Linked DNA regions of Mus musculus: region 2 is linked to region 1. The links are chromatin contacts, called in public HiChIP or PLAC-seq maps. All regions are on one chromosome and are shown on one strand. The core of a region is the stretch at or near the end of the contact, and the rest is flanking DNA. Distances in the headings are between cores, read along the strand shown. Region 1 overlaps Zfp395 (zinc finger protein 395). Region 2 overlaps Elp3 (elongator acetyltransferase complex subunit 3).

Region 1 (6,724 bases), core at 1,239-3,738:
TAAAGTTTGAATTCTTGGGGCATTCTAACTATTGTATTTTTCTAAAGGTTTAAAAAAAAAAGTGACATTTAAATAAAAATCAGCCAATCAAGAATCAGGGCTGGACCCCTCTCCACAACATCCGGTAATGGAGCATGGGGCCTCTTACTGTTGTGAGTAACAGATGTAACAGGATCATGGAAGGGAAGAATAATGATCTCAAGTAACAGAGCCATTTTCATACTCCAGCGATGGGCCAGAGCAGCAGGTCATCCGATCCGGTTTCCAGCAAATAACAAATGAATCTGATCAGCAAATATGCCCGTGGGTCTCATGGCCCAGCTGGCATTCAACGGGGTGACAGAGGCGGTTCAGTGCTGCTGAGGGAAAGGAAGGAGTTCACAGCTCTCCCCAGCAACAGGCGCCCCGCCCCGCCCCGCACCGCCCCATTCCGCCCCTCCTCCCAGTTCTCACAGAAACACAGCACCCTTTGTTCCTAACTGTCCTGCTGGCTTGACTCTCTAGAACAAGACAGTGATCAGCACAGAGCCTAGCACCCAGGAAGGGCTCTCATCTGAAAACCTCAAACACCAAGAGCTCGTGTATAGTGTCATAACATTGAAAATTCCACACGTGACTACATGTGAAAACACGGGCATGTTAAAAATAACGTGCAAGGAGCTCCAGAGACCACCTGGCAGTTAAGAGCAGTCTCTCACATAAGATCAGGATTCATTCACTCAGCTCCCAGCACCCACGTGGCAGCTCACAACCAACAGGTCCAGGAGATCCAACCACCCTCCTGACCTCAGAGGCCACTAGTTATGCACATGACACATACATACATGTAAGCATTCATACATACATACATACATACATACATACATAAACATGCACAGTGAGCGAGAAATGGTAAAATTATGTTTAAGGTATGTGACTATGAAACAGATGACTCGGGGTTCAGACACGGATTTCTGCAGATGTTCCCAGTTTGGGGGCAGGGTGGAATAACTGATAAGCTTCTCTTCCCAGAAGCCTCTGCTGAAGAATATTCAACCAGCAGCGCTGGGACTACAGAGCCTTTTGCAGACTGTCATACTTTGCTTGTCACTCAAGGTTTGTTATTTCAATCAAATCTTCTCAGGGCCCAGATTCAAGAATAGTTTGGGGCCGGGAAAAATGGCTCAGTGGTTAAGAGTACTTGCTTCCAGCAGAGGATCCTGTGGAGTTCCCAGAACCCACATGGCAATGCACGACCATCTATAATTCCAGTTCTAGGGGATTTGATGCCCTCTGCAGGCCTCCTTGAGCACTGCATGCAAGTGATACAGGCAAAACACTCATACACATAAAACAAATAAAATTGCAAATGAAACAAAAAAATAGTTCTAAAAAGGACCTGCTGCTTCCCCTGACGTGAAGGTAGACATCAAAGCAAGGCAGAAGGCTGGAAAGAGGACCCTGCTGTTAAGGGCATTTGCTGCTCTTGCAGAGGACCCAGGTTCAATTCCCAGCACCCACATGGCAGCTCACAACCCCAATTCCAAGGGTTCTTGTGCCTTCTTATGGCCTCTGTGGGTATTGCACACATGTATAAACATACATGCGTATAGGCAAAACACTCATACACATTTTTAGAAAAAGTAAAGCAGTTTTTTTGGTTGTTAGACATATTTTAATGTGTCTGAGTGTTTTATATGTGTACCATGTCCGTGCCTGGCTCCCACAGAGGTCCGCAGACAATATCTGATCACCTAGAACTGGCGTCCCAGATAGACGCGAGCCAACATATGGAGACTGAAAACAGAACCCAGGATCTCTGCAAGAGCAACAAGTGTCCTTATCCACTGAGCCATCTCTCCCGCCCAAGGCAGGGCCTTAGACAGCACTCAAACTCTGCTCTAAGACTGATTTCATAAGAGGCAGGCCTTATAGTGCAGGCAGGGTTGTGATCCCAGCTAACCGGGAAGTTGAGGCAAGAGGATTCCAAGTTCAAGGCCCGACTAAGCTACACAGTAAGTTCAAGGCAAGCCTGGGGACTTAGTGAGACTCAGTTTCAAAGTTTTTAAAAGATGAAAAGGAGGGGGGGGAGCCAGCATTGAAATAGCATGCACCAAAGCTCTGGGTTCAACCCCTAGCTCTGAACACACACACACACACACACACACACACACACACACACACACACACACAGAGGAAAAGAACGGGCAAAAAGCAGGTAATACATGTATAGGTGCAATCCCTATAGTCCTGAGGAGGCTGAAGCAGGGGAGAACAGCCTAGACAACACAGTAAGAAGATCCTGTTTCAACCAGCAGAAAGTAAATACATACATAACAGAGAGGGAATGTTATGGTTAAACCTGACTGAAACTGGGCTCAAACTCCTCCCCGGAGGAGACAGGGAGATAAAGGAGTGCTGACTTGGCACTCTCCCCAGAGCCAGGCAGGTCTCAGGGGAGGGGACTAGGAGCAGAGTCTCCCCGGGGAGACAGGCCCCAGACAGCTGGCAGCTCTGTGGCTTTTCCCGGCAAGCTTCGGAGCCTGGTGCTGGAGCTCAAAGGGCAAACACTCAGGTGGTTCCCTGTCTACTCTCAATTTAACAGACAATTTGGGGGCTGCTGTTCTTTCCTACCCCAGTAACCCAATAAAACATGGAGGATGGCTCAGGGGAAAAGGTGCCTGTCACCAAGCCCAGGGACCTGAACCACATCCCTGGGTCTCACATGGTAGAAGACTAGAACCACCTCCTGCAGACTAGGCTGTGTTCTGGCCGAACTCCACACGCACATGCGAGGTACAGGCACAGGCACACAGTAAGTGAATGAAAGATCATTTTTAATTTGGAGGGACAGTTGTACCCCTTTTTGCCGTGGAGAAAGCAGGGTCCCTTAAGAAAGCCACTCATTTGCCCAAGATCACCTTAGGAACCCGGTGGGGGAACATTTACAGTCTTGGTGGCTCCTCCTGGGTTTGGTTCTCCCTTCTCCAGGAATTGAGGGGTAGGAAGGGTGACCCAGGAAAGAAGGGGCCTCTGGCGAAAGGAGAGCAGGTGACATTTTCCTCCTTGAAGAGAAGCAGAGCATAGGATATAATTCTTTTTTCTTTCTTCTTTTTCCAAAGAAGTGCTTAGAGCAAGTGCCCTTTAGAACGTGGTCACCATTTGAACGGATTAACCTCAGACCCTGGTGATGCCAAATGAACAGAATGGCTGCTGACGGTGAGCCCACTTGGAAGAGGAGGCTGCAGGGTTCAGACGTCACTCCCTGACATTACCACATTCCCTGACAAGGCCAAATAAACAAGCAGAGGGCTTGGCGGAAGAGGCAAAGTACCTGGCGACGCTCCTGGCTGAAATCAATAGGTCACCCGGCAGCCCTGCACCTTCCCTGTGGCGGAGAACCAGGCTCCGGGTGCCAGCAAATGTGCCGGCGATTCAGGCACCAGGCTGGAGTGTGAGACTTACAACTAACAATGACAAACAGTGTGCGCACATGCAAGGAATACTGTGCCTGCACAGACACTCAACAGGGAGGGTGGAGATCAAGGCACTAACTAAGTACCCCTCAGGAATCAGTGTCCACTCCAGAAGCCACCAGCAACCACCACCTTCAAGTCCGAAGCTCCGCACCTCACCTGTGAGGGTGAGACTGCATCTGCCTCACTGAGCCAATGCCTGCACACTGCGCCAAATCCAGAAGGACCATGTTCCTCTCATGGCCGTGAGGCCCGTGCTAAATAACATAGCAAGTGACTCTGAGCTCTGCACAGCCACTGTCCACCAACAGCCATCTAGGAACTGGCATTGCACCGGGGTACCCGACCAGAACCTGAAATACAACTACTTACTCTCAAGGGAATCCAGAAGCCTACCATGGGTGAGCCACTAATTAACTGGAATCCCAACCAAGCTGACTTCAGCAAGCTAGGGGAAAAGAAATCCAACCTCTTGCTCTTAGAGGCCTCCTGGCCAGCAAACCCCCTGGGGTCAGTCCTCAGTGCATACTCAATGCAAGCCTAGACATTTAGGGAGTCCAGAGAGAGGGAATGTCTGTCTCCCACATGACCAGGCGCCTGTCACCTCTCTTCAGCCACGGTCTGCTCCCCTGCTCACTCCCCTGTGCCTACATCTGTCTTGGGGCCCTGCCCAGGGTGTTCAAGGCTGACTGCCAAACTTCCCCGGGGTGTGGCCTGGCCAGCCTCGTGGAGCAGATCCGGCCCACACTGGCGCTAGGACGCACTTGAGCACTGACTCACCAGAAACCTGGGGCCAGCAGTACCACTGAGCAAAGCCCCAGACCCTAGCCATCTGCTGACACGGCTGTGTCAGGGCCTAGGTCCTGAAGACAATGCTAAGTGGAGGAAGAAGACAAGGATGGTTCCAACCCTGCCCAGAGTAGAGGCACAGGCGCGCGCACACACACACACCTATGACCTAAGAGCACAGGTGCTCATGGCTACTTCATTAGAACGGTTGGTTACAACATCAACAGACAAGCACGGAATAGGAAACTTGACACACAAACCACAGTCTTTCAGAGGCTATGTTCAGGACCAGTCCAATAGCTTTGCTGATTCAGCTACCCAAGCTCCAGTAACTCGATGTGCAGTTCGAAATTTGTACTTCATTTAATCCTCCTAGATAATTCACAAGATATGTGCCCTGGCCATCCCCATTTCCCAGATAAGCAAACTGAGCCCCAGTGAGTTTGAGCAATTTTCCAGAACCACAGACACAGAAATGACAGCTCTCAGCTGGGAGTTCAGATGATCTGATTCCAAGAGGCCTGAACTCTCAGGACAGCCAAGATGGTCACTCACAAATGAGCAGAGGCCAGGCTGCCTAGGCGGGATGACTCCTGAGGTTTCTTGTTAAAGATCTTAACTCACAGCGAGGTCAAAGTGGCATGGGTGGTTGTGGCAGGAAAGGGGAAAGGGGCCCTGGGGCAGTGATCCAGGATGGGGCTTCCCCCAACAGCAGGGCCACCAGAGGAGAAGGCACATATCAGCCCCGGCAGCAAATGAGCTCACTGCTCGACTTTGTGACCTTCAGGAAAAAAAATAAGGCTGCTTTGTTATGCCTTGGTTACTACACCTGTGACATGGTAAAACACGCACGCGCACACACTCACACACAGTTTTTCAAGACAAGGTTTCTCTACATAGCCCTGGCTGTCCTGGCACTCACTCTGTAGGCCAGCTAGACTCAAACTCGGAAAGCCTCCTGCTCCTGCATCCTGAGTGCTGGGACTAAAGGTGTGTGCCACCACTTCCCGGCTGGGGAAATAGTTCAATGAATAAAGAGCTGTAGGGATCAAAATCTGGATTCCTAGAACCCATGTAAACACTAGCCAGACATGGCAGCCCACTTCTAAATCCAGCAATTAGAAGCAGAGCTAGAGGGTCCCACAGAGTAAGCTGGCTAGCTGGATTATCAGCCAGATCGCTCTAGGTTCAGTTGTGAGATTGACAAGAGGAATACAATTGAGAGCAATCAAGGCTCCCAACCTTGGTCTCCACAAAGACAGACACAAGCACACACACACACACACACACACACACACACACACACACACACACGGAGGGGGTGCCTTGATTTTTGCAGTCTCAAAACTCTTCTTCCTAAACAATCTGATTCCCCAGGCCTGAGAGAGAAGATAATGAGGAAATGCGTGTCAAGTACAGAGCTCAGCTATGCAATGAATGTCTCTCTCTCTCTCTCTCTTTCTCTCTCTCTCTCTCTCTCTCTCTCTCACACACACACACACACACACAGCCAACACCTATAAATAGGTATAAATTTGCTGGTCAATTAAAAATACACACACACACACAGCCAACACCTATAAATAGGTATAAATTTGCTGGTCAATTAAAAATAAAGAAAACAGGGATCTTTAAATCAGAAAGAAAAAAATTGTTTAATATATCATATGGAGCAATGAGTTGGGTAGTACAAGAATAAAATAAAGAGGCAGGGTGTGTGTGTGTGTGTGTGTGTGTGTGTGTGCGCGCGTGCGCGTGCATGTTGTCGCCTGTGCAGAGTAGGTACAGGGCACATGTGAAGGTTGGAGGACAGTGTGGGTGTTACTCTTCGCCTTCCACTGTGTTGTTTGCTGGTGCCCTACAAACACCAGGGTAGCTGGCCCACAAGCTTGAGGGAGTTTCCTGGTACCCCTGCCAGTTCACCAGAGAAGCACTGGTATGACCAAAGCGTGCACCATACCTACTGTCCTATCTATACTGTACTGTACTGAAGTGTGTTCCTGATATATGTGGGTTCTGGAGATTCAAACTCAGGTCTTCATGCTTGTAACATCTCCCCAAAAGAGACTTCTAACAAAAGAGATGTGGCTGAGTAAGGCTGTATCCGGTTTGTGATACAGTACTTGGCTAGCATACACAAAGCCCTAAACTCAATTCTAAGTACAGGGACCAAATAATAATTAAACTATAGGTGGTGGTGAGAGTCAAATTTATAGGCAGACTATAGGGTGGCACTCTAGTAGGGAAAACACTAAATTATAATACTGGCTGGTGAGGAGGCTCAGCAGGCACTTGCCAGACAAAGTGAGTTTGATGCCTAAGGACTCACACAGTGAGAGAATTAACTCCTATAAGCCGTCCACTGACCTCTACTTAATGCAACGTGGCACACATGTCCCCCCCCCCCAAATCCCCTACACACACAATAAATAATCACTAACATTTAAAAGAAGAAAACAGAATTTACCATTGATAAGGAC
Region 2 (6,724 bases), core at 2,623-5,122, 170 kb before region 1:
TTTAATAACCATTGTGTGATTTTTACCTGATTATTAACTTTGAAGCATATATTGATTTTAAAAGACTAAATTTCGAAAGTTAGGAATCATTATACTAAAACAACCTCTATGTAAGCCGTGTATGCTACCGTGTTAAGACATAGTCACAAGGTGAAGCAAATGTCTTAGGGCACTGTCACTTTAAGCCTCCTAGTGTGCTTCTCTTTATAGTATCGCCATGGAAACAGTTGGGTTCCAGAGCCTGGTAGATTCATGAAATGTTCTTTGTGCTCACTGATCAGCCTTCAGGAGTAAGTGCAGTACAACCCTGACTTCGGCTTTTGACTGGCCTCTCCTTGATGTCGGGCACTCTGCACTATCCCAGTGCAGAGGACAAATCTCATTTCCCCATCCTTAGGCCTGCTGAAATGGGGAAGGGTCTGTGGGAGCAGTTAAACCAGGCTTTTGACCTTCCTTGTTGGTGACTTTCAGCTGCTGTGTAGAAGGGAAAGTGTTTGCCAAGTGGTTTCTGATTCACAATTGGTTTTTTTCTCTCCATTGAGTTGAGGTTTATTTGTTTTAATCCTTGTTTCATTTAGTGCAGTGTCTCATGAACCCCAGATTTTTCCTAATGGCTCCCAGCATTTGGGCAGATTCTGTGCTTTGTTCTCTACTGTGATTTCCATTATATGTGCTTCATACCCCCCTGAGAGATGGGAAGAAGGGAGCTTACAGATGGGTAATCTAGGGTACAGGGATGCTCTCTACCTTGCCTCCTCTCATCCCTAGCATCCTCTGCCTTCTGCTCCGCAGCTTTGTGGTCTCTCATTGTTTTTTATTTTTAAAATCTCACTGCCGGACTACTATGGAAAATAGTTTACATTTCCCCACAGTTGGTGTTTTTCTCCTACAGAGACATCCCAATGCCCCTTGTCAGCTCAGGAGTGGAGCATGGCAACCTGCGCGAGCTGGCATTTGCAAGAATGAAGGATCTTGGAATACAGGTATGAGTTAATGTGGCTGCCAGCCAGGTGTGCTGTGAAGGAATAGGGAGTCTCCTTGCACTTAGCCCCAGGGCTGTCACTCTCAGGCGTTGCTGGTACCAGCTGTGTCAGAAAACTTTGTGTGTTCGAGGTGTTCTGGGTAGCTTGCAGAAGCTGTATGAGTGGTGACAAACACTGCTGCTGTCCCCTTGTGTCTTTGTCTTCTGACTTCTATAACCTGTTGCTTTATACTTACCAGGCAGCGTCTCTCTCTTGACCGTAAGAGAAGGAAGGAAGCTATTAATTTAACAGTCTTGGGAGGTAGTAGTGAGTCTGAAATGAAGCATTCTAGAAACTTCTTGGAACTTCTGAAGAGATAAGCTGGAAGCAGTGTCTGGCCAGGGCACCAGGGGTTAGACTCTGCCTTCAGAAACCAGTGCAGTGGATCAGGAGAGAGCAGGGGATCTGTTGGCTGTTTTCAAGCATGGACCCATGACTTACTTTACACTTCCTCAAATTATCATGGAGGAAAACATGTTAGAACATTGTCCAAAATGAAATGTTTGAATACTATTGAATTATTTGAATATTCAACAAAATAATATAATAATTAGATATAATAGACGTTTAGAAATAAGCAAGTGCATGAGGCTGGTCACCAGCATCACACAGTACTGTGCCTACTCTGCTCGTCACTTGCCAGCTGGCCTCCATCTCTGGCCTCCTAAGGATCCGCTTCTAGGGGTCCAACAGACCTGGTTACCAGCAGTCTCCTTGTGTATTGGCCATCTTTACCCTGCCCCCGTCTAACCCTTGCTAGCCTCTGCTAAGGGGCCCAGGAATCAATCCAAAGAGCAGAGTCTCTTAGGCTTTCCTTTCCAGAAAGTAAGTAGATGTCATCTCTGCCTTTGAAAAATCATACTCCAAGAAAGAACAAAGAGGAAGCAGGGTGCCTGCTGATTGAGACCAATGACCTCTAGCCACATACACCTAGTCTCCTATAGAGAGCTGGTCAGCTGTAGAAACCCATGGCCCTTATTTGCTGTTCAGGCCACATCAGCAGAGTATCTTGCTGGGTGGGTTTCCTGAAACAAGAAAATAACTTTGTTTTTTGCAAAACTGAATAACGAACTCTTATAGATACATTGTTAGTGATATTGCTTGCATGATTCTGTCTCACTGGTAGATACATGTATGTTTATTCTGTAGAGGAGGACTAAGCAGGGGGACATATCATTGGATAATGCAGGGATTCTGTAATGCTAAGTGTCAGGCTGTATGGGATGGACACCGGGCTGAGTAGTAGGAGCGAGTGCTGTTAGGATCCTGACCATGCCTTCCATTGACACCATCTCCCGGCAGCTGCGCACAGGTGGGGGATGCCCAAGAGCTATCTGGAGTTGAAGTCCAATTTGTGTCAGATATGAATCTAGGTTCCTTTTATATCTTCCCTTCCTTCTTTCCTTTACAATGCCTTTCTTGGAAAAGGAAACATATCTTTGATATGTGTCTTTTGACATATTTAAAATGATACAACACTAAAAATAATAATGTCATACATAGATTTTAAAGACTTAAGAATTTGTTTTTACTCTTCCTGTGATATTTTGGGACTGTATTTTCAATCATATTTTGGAGTTGTGTTTTTCACAGTTAAGTCTCTTGGGCAAAACTATTTTCTAACTTTCTAACTTAAAATTGTTCATTTTCCAAGATTATATATGGTCTCTTTGAGTTCTAAACTCATTTTGAAAGGGAAACAGTACACCTTTACAAATCCCCATCATCAAATTTTGTAAAGATGGCTTTTTAAAGTTTTCATTTTTCTATTTCAGTGTAAGTTATGTACAGACATGATTTTGAGTCCAGGATTTGTTTTAAATGAACAATGAATGAGTCACTACTTTGATTTTTTGGCAGTGCCGTGATGTGAGAACCAGGGAGGTTGGAATCCAAGAAATTCATCACAGAGTGCGGCCATACCAGGTCAGTCTCCTCTAAATCTGCCCCAAGCCTGGACCCCACCTGCTTACCCCTAACTGAGTGAATAGCTCATTGCAGAAAGTAGCAAGCAGGAAAACCAGCCATGAGAGTCACTGCATTATAGAAGAGCCAGGTAAGGAAAACCAAGGCTAGACCTCATTTTTTCACCAACTCTGCAGTGTGGGAAATGTTCTAAGGTGAAGCTGCTTCATGTTACCCCTAGTCTGTCTGCAGTGACTCTGGAGAGCACAGTAGGGACTCAAGAGTTCCAGTCATTTGATTTAAATGCATTCATGTGTAAGTAGCTGCTTGTGACTAGTGACTGCTTCCTATGGACAGCCTTGCTGCTCTCCGCTATGTAACCTGCAAGTTCTTGTCCTAACTGGCTTTCCCATAGCTTCAGCACAGTGCCCTGGGCATTCTGAGTAGTTCACTTCCATACATCTGTAACATCTAACTCAGTGCAGCATTGTCTGTGAAGCACAATTCTTGGGAATCCCGTGTGTGAAAGGCTGGATTCTGTTCTTAGCATGAACTGTTGCTAAAGGGCCTATTAAGAGGAAAAAGTAGACCTGACACATTAATCATTTTATATACCAAACTTCAAGCTGAGGGGTTGTTTATTTTGCTTTACAGGGTGTGTCTAAATATGTAGAATTCTGGGTGTCCACCTCTTATGCCATACTATTCATAGAATCACCTGTACAGCAGGTTGAAGAGTCAGAATCTGTAGATTTCTACCACTGAAGTTCCCATCCATCCCTCTGTGGTAAACTGTGCTCTATTGATCAATCTTAATGTATTCCTCCCTCACTAGGCCTATTTCACAAGCCCCGCCCAATGTCACACTTTCTAAAATCTAGGAGAGGAGTTCACACGTACACGTACACACACACACACACACACACACACGTACACACAAAGGAGGTTTTAGTGGAAGAAGTAAGAACTAGACAAGGAAACCATTAACTGACAGTTTGAAGGCAAAGTGGGGGAGGGGTCCTAAAAGCCACATGTGTGATTTAATCTGTAGTTTTATCTTAGAGACAGTTTGTGGGACATAAATTTACATAAAAGCATTCACTAAGCTGAATATCTGTAAGAATCTCAAGGTTAATTAAGTTCAAATATTTGTAAAATTGTTCTCCATTTAGAATAGCCCATGAACAATCCTGTGCTACTTGAGAGGAGGCAAATAAAAGCCATAATTAGTGATGATTCATGCTTTGTTCCTAGCTGAACATTAGCCTAAACACATTCCTGCAATTATAAAAATGAACTTGGTTCTTTAGTTCTGAATGAGATGTTTCATGGCTCCTTATCCACCAGGTCGAGTTGGTACGGAGAGATTATGTTGCCAATGGTGGCTGGGAAACTTTCCTGTCCTACGAAGATCCTGATCAGGACATTCTGATTGGCCTCCTAAGGCTGCGGAAGTGCTCTGAGGAAACCTTCCGGTTTGAACTGGGTGGAGGTGTTTCCATAGTCCGAGAGCTACACGTGTATGGAAGTGTGGTCCCTGTGAGCAGCCGGGATCCCACTAAATTTCAGCATCAGGTATCCTGTTTTAATTGGGTTATACTTAAGAAATTGCCTGAAATAGGGAAAGTTAAGGCAGCTGGTGAGGAGAGAAGGGAGAGAGGGTGTGGGAAAGAGGCTTCTTTTCAGTTGTTTTGGGGCAGTCCTTCTCCATGTTGCTCCCATGTGGTTCCAAAGGATAACAGATACACCCCAATTATCAGATTCAAACAAAACTGGTTCACTTCCTGTGGAATCGAATGACAGGAAAGTGATTCACAGGTGTCAGTTGTGTTGTATAAGTAACCCCTAGCAACCTAAAGTTGGAAATCTGTATTTTTCAGTTTCAGGAAAATTTGTTAAAAGCAGTAATAATAGGTTTAGGGTAAACACCAAATGGGATGCTACAACAATTTTACCACGTTCCAAACCCTTTCAAAAGTGGAAGGTGGGTCGAATAAATAAGACCTGTTGCCACAGACTCCTGTCAGCTGGGGCTGCCTAGACCCCAGGCACAGCACCCCGAATGCCACGCTGGCTCTCGATGGAGTGCTGACTAAGTCAGGAGTGTGCTCTGGTTGGGATCCGTGCACTCTTCTGGCTCATCAGTAGAGTTTTATCACTGTTTAAAAGGTGCTGTGCAGCCCTTGCTTACTGGGGTCCCTTCTCTTCCCTTATGCTCCTTCTAGGGGTTCGGCATGCTGCTGATGGAAGAGGCAGAGAGAATCGCTCGGGAAGAGCATGGATCTGGGAAAATGGCAGTTATATCAGGTGACTGGAGAGATGGGTTTCTGACTCATCTGTTCACACTGAGATTCGATCTTTTGCCTCTCCATGATTACTGTGTTCAAATTGATCCAGGCTGACAAGTGAGAGGGACTTATGTCCAAACGTCGGAACATGTCAGAGAGCAGTTAGCTGGGTGAGTGCTTCTAGAAGCACTCTGTTCCTCAGAGCAGCATGCCAGTGTCCTGGGCGCAGTTTCTGCTTGTCTGACCTCAGGTCACTGTGGTCAACCGCTCTGGTGCTTCGTGCCAGCTGCTGTGTGAGGAAATGTGAGTGGTGGGGACCGAGCTGCTGGTTCAGGACGGTTCAAGGCAGAACGGAGTTCATGCTGCTGCCCTTGCCGTTGTCCTGAATGCCAGCGTCTTCATTTGGGACGAGATGGGACGAAGAAGGTTTTCTCTTAGGGACCTACCATGCATTCAGAAATTAAATAGGCAAAACGAAATTTGCAGGAGAAAGATGAATACAAACTAATATAAAATGAGGCAGACACAGGAGCATTCATGAGGAAATGAAGACTAGAAGATGCATGTAAGCCCGAGTGTTTTAGAACTGAGAGTGGGAAGTCGTGGAAATACGCTAAGGGGAGACTGATAAAGTGGGGGTGACTTAGCAGGCCTGTTGGTTCCATCATTAGAGGTGAGGATGTTCTTCCCTCCAGCATGGGCTGAGAGCCTCTCATGGAGTCTTCCAGAGCTCTTCCTGAACCTGCTGTCTTCTCAGTTCCTCCAGCGTTTGCTAAGCCAACTACACAGACTTTTGTTTTCTGAATCCCAGAGACGCGTCCCCATGCTAATAACCAGCACATCTAAATGGTTGGAGAAGGAAACAAAGGGGAGGTTTGGGGGGAAGCAAGAACTGATCATTCACATTTTTCAGTGTGCTGTCCCTATAAGAAAAATTACTAATTACTGTGGGAAACCTAAGATGGCAGAACACAGAATCAAGATTTAGGATAGATTTGACCCCAGAATTTATTTTGTTTTCCTGTTTGACTACCACATCCCAAAAGCTTACTCGTGACCTAAGAATTTTTTTTTCTGAAAATTAAAGCTGAAATGAGGTTTAAAAAAAAAAATCAATAAGAAGTTGCCAGTCAATAAATCAATACTGGTGGCCAGGTCTTCATGATTACCATTACAGAGATATAGTCACACGGCTCACTTAATCATTTAGTCTGGCGTGGGTGTTTGATGTTACCCAGGTTGATAATCTATTTCTTAGCATGTCTAGCTTTTCTTATTTTTCTCCATTACTTTAGTCCCACAACAAAGTGCCTGGCTGAGACTACCTGGCCAGCCCTGATGAGCAATAAGAAAGGTTTCCCTCTTCCAGCTTATCCTGAAGTGGACCAGAAGTACCAGGGAAGGGCAGGCTGCTTCAGAAGGCCTTCTGCCTGTACATCTGGGTGGGGCTGATCCCCACAGAGCTTGCTAAAAGTCATTTTAGCACATCCTAGCTCTTTAGGTCTAGTT

What was found. HiChIP or PLAC-seq counts read pairs in DNA pulled down with a chosen protein or histone mark.
Region 2: a contact with region 1 is called in an H3K27ac HiChIP or PLAC-seq map of T-cell acute lymphoblastic leukemia, with 2.8 times the contacts expected there. The contact joins two enhancer-like sites. A contact is called at or near these places in 1 of 484 Hi-C or Micro-C datasets (the G1E-ER4 cell line), 7 of 115 datasets of contacts at active chromatin or transcription factors (T-cell acute lymphoblastic leukemia, a beta-TC-6 cell line, embryonic stem cells and 1 more) and 1 of 9 other capture datasets (embryonic stem cells).

Annotation. Positions count from the first base shown.
Region 1 is chr14:65,372,440-65,379,163 of GRCm38.p6, reverse strand. The region is part of intron 1 of Zfp395 (zinc finger protein 395); the gene reads right to left. Among named protein-coding and RNA genes, the nearest start is that of Zfp395, 17 kb to the right of the region's middle. Within about 2 kb of position 2,488, at least 223 of the 459 cell types and tissues checked have an H3K27ac peak or open chromatin away from gene starts, as enhancers often do. A contact at or near this core is called in the G1E-ER4 cell line and T-cell acute lymphoblastic leukemia, where this site is marked.
Region 2 is chr14:65,545,644-65,552,367 of GRCm38.p6, reverse strand. It overlaps Elp3 (elongator acetyltransferase complex subunit 3), which reads left to right. Exons shown (of 15, transcript NM_001253812.1): 11 at 893-983; 12 at 2,883-2,948; 13 at 4,275-4,502; 14 at 5,153-5,234. Among named protein-coding and RNA genes, the nearest start is that of Elp3, 44 kb to the left of the region's middle. Within about 2 kb of position 3,872, at least 11 of the 459 cell types and tissues checked have an H3K27ac peak or open chromatin away from gene starts, as enhancers often do. A contact at or near this core is called in the G1E-ER4 cell line and T-cell acute lymphoblastic leukemia, where this site is marked.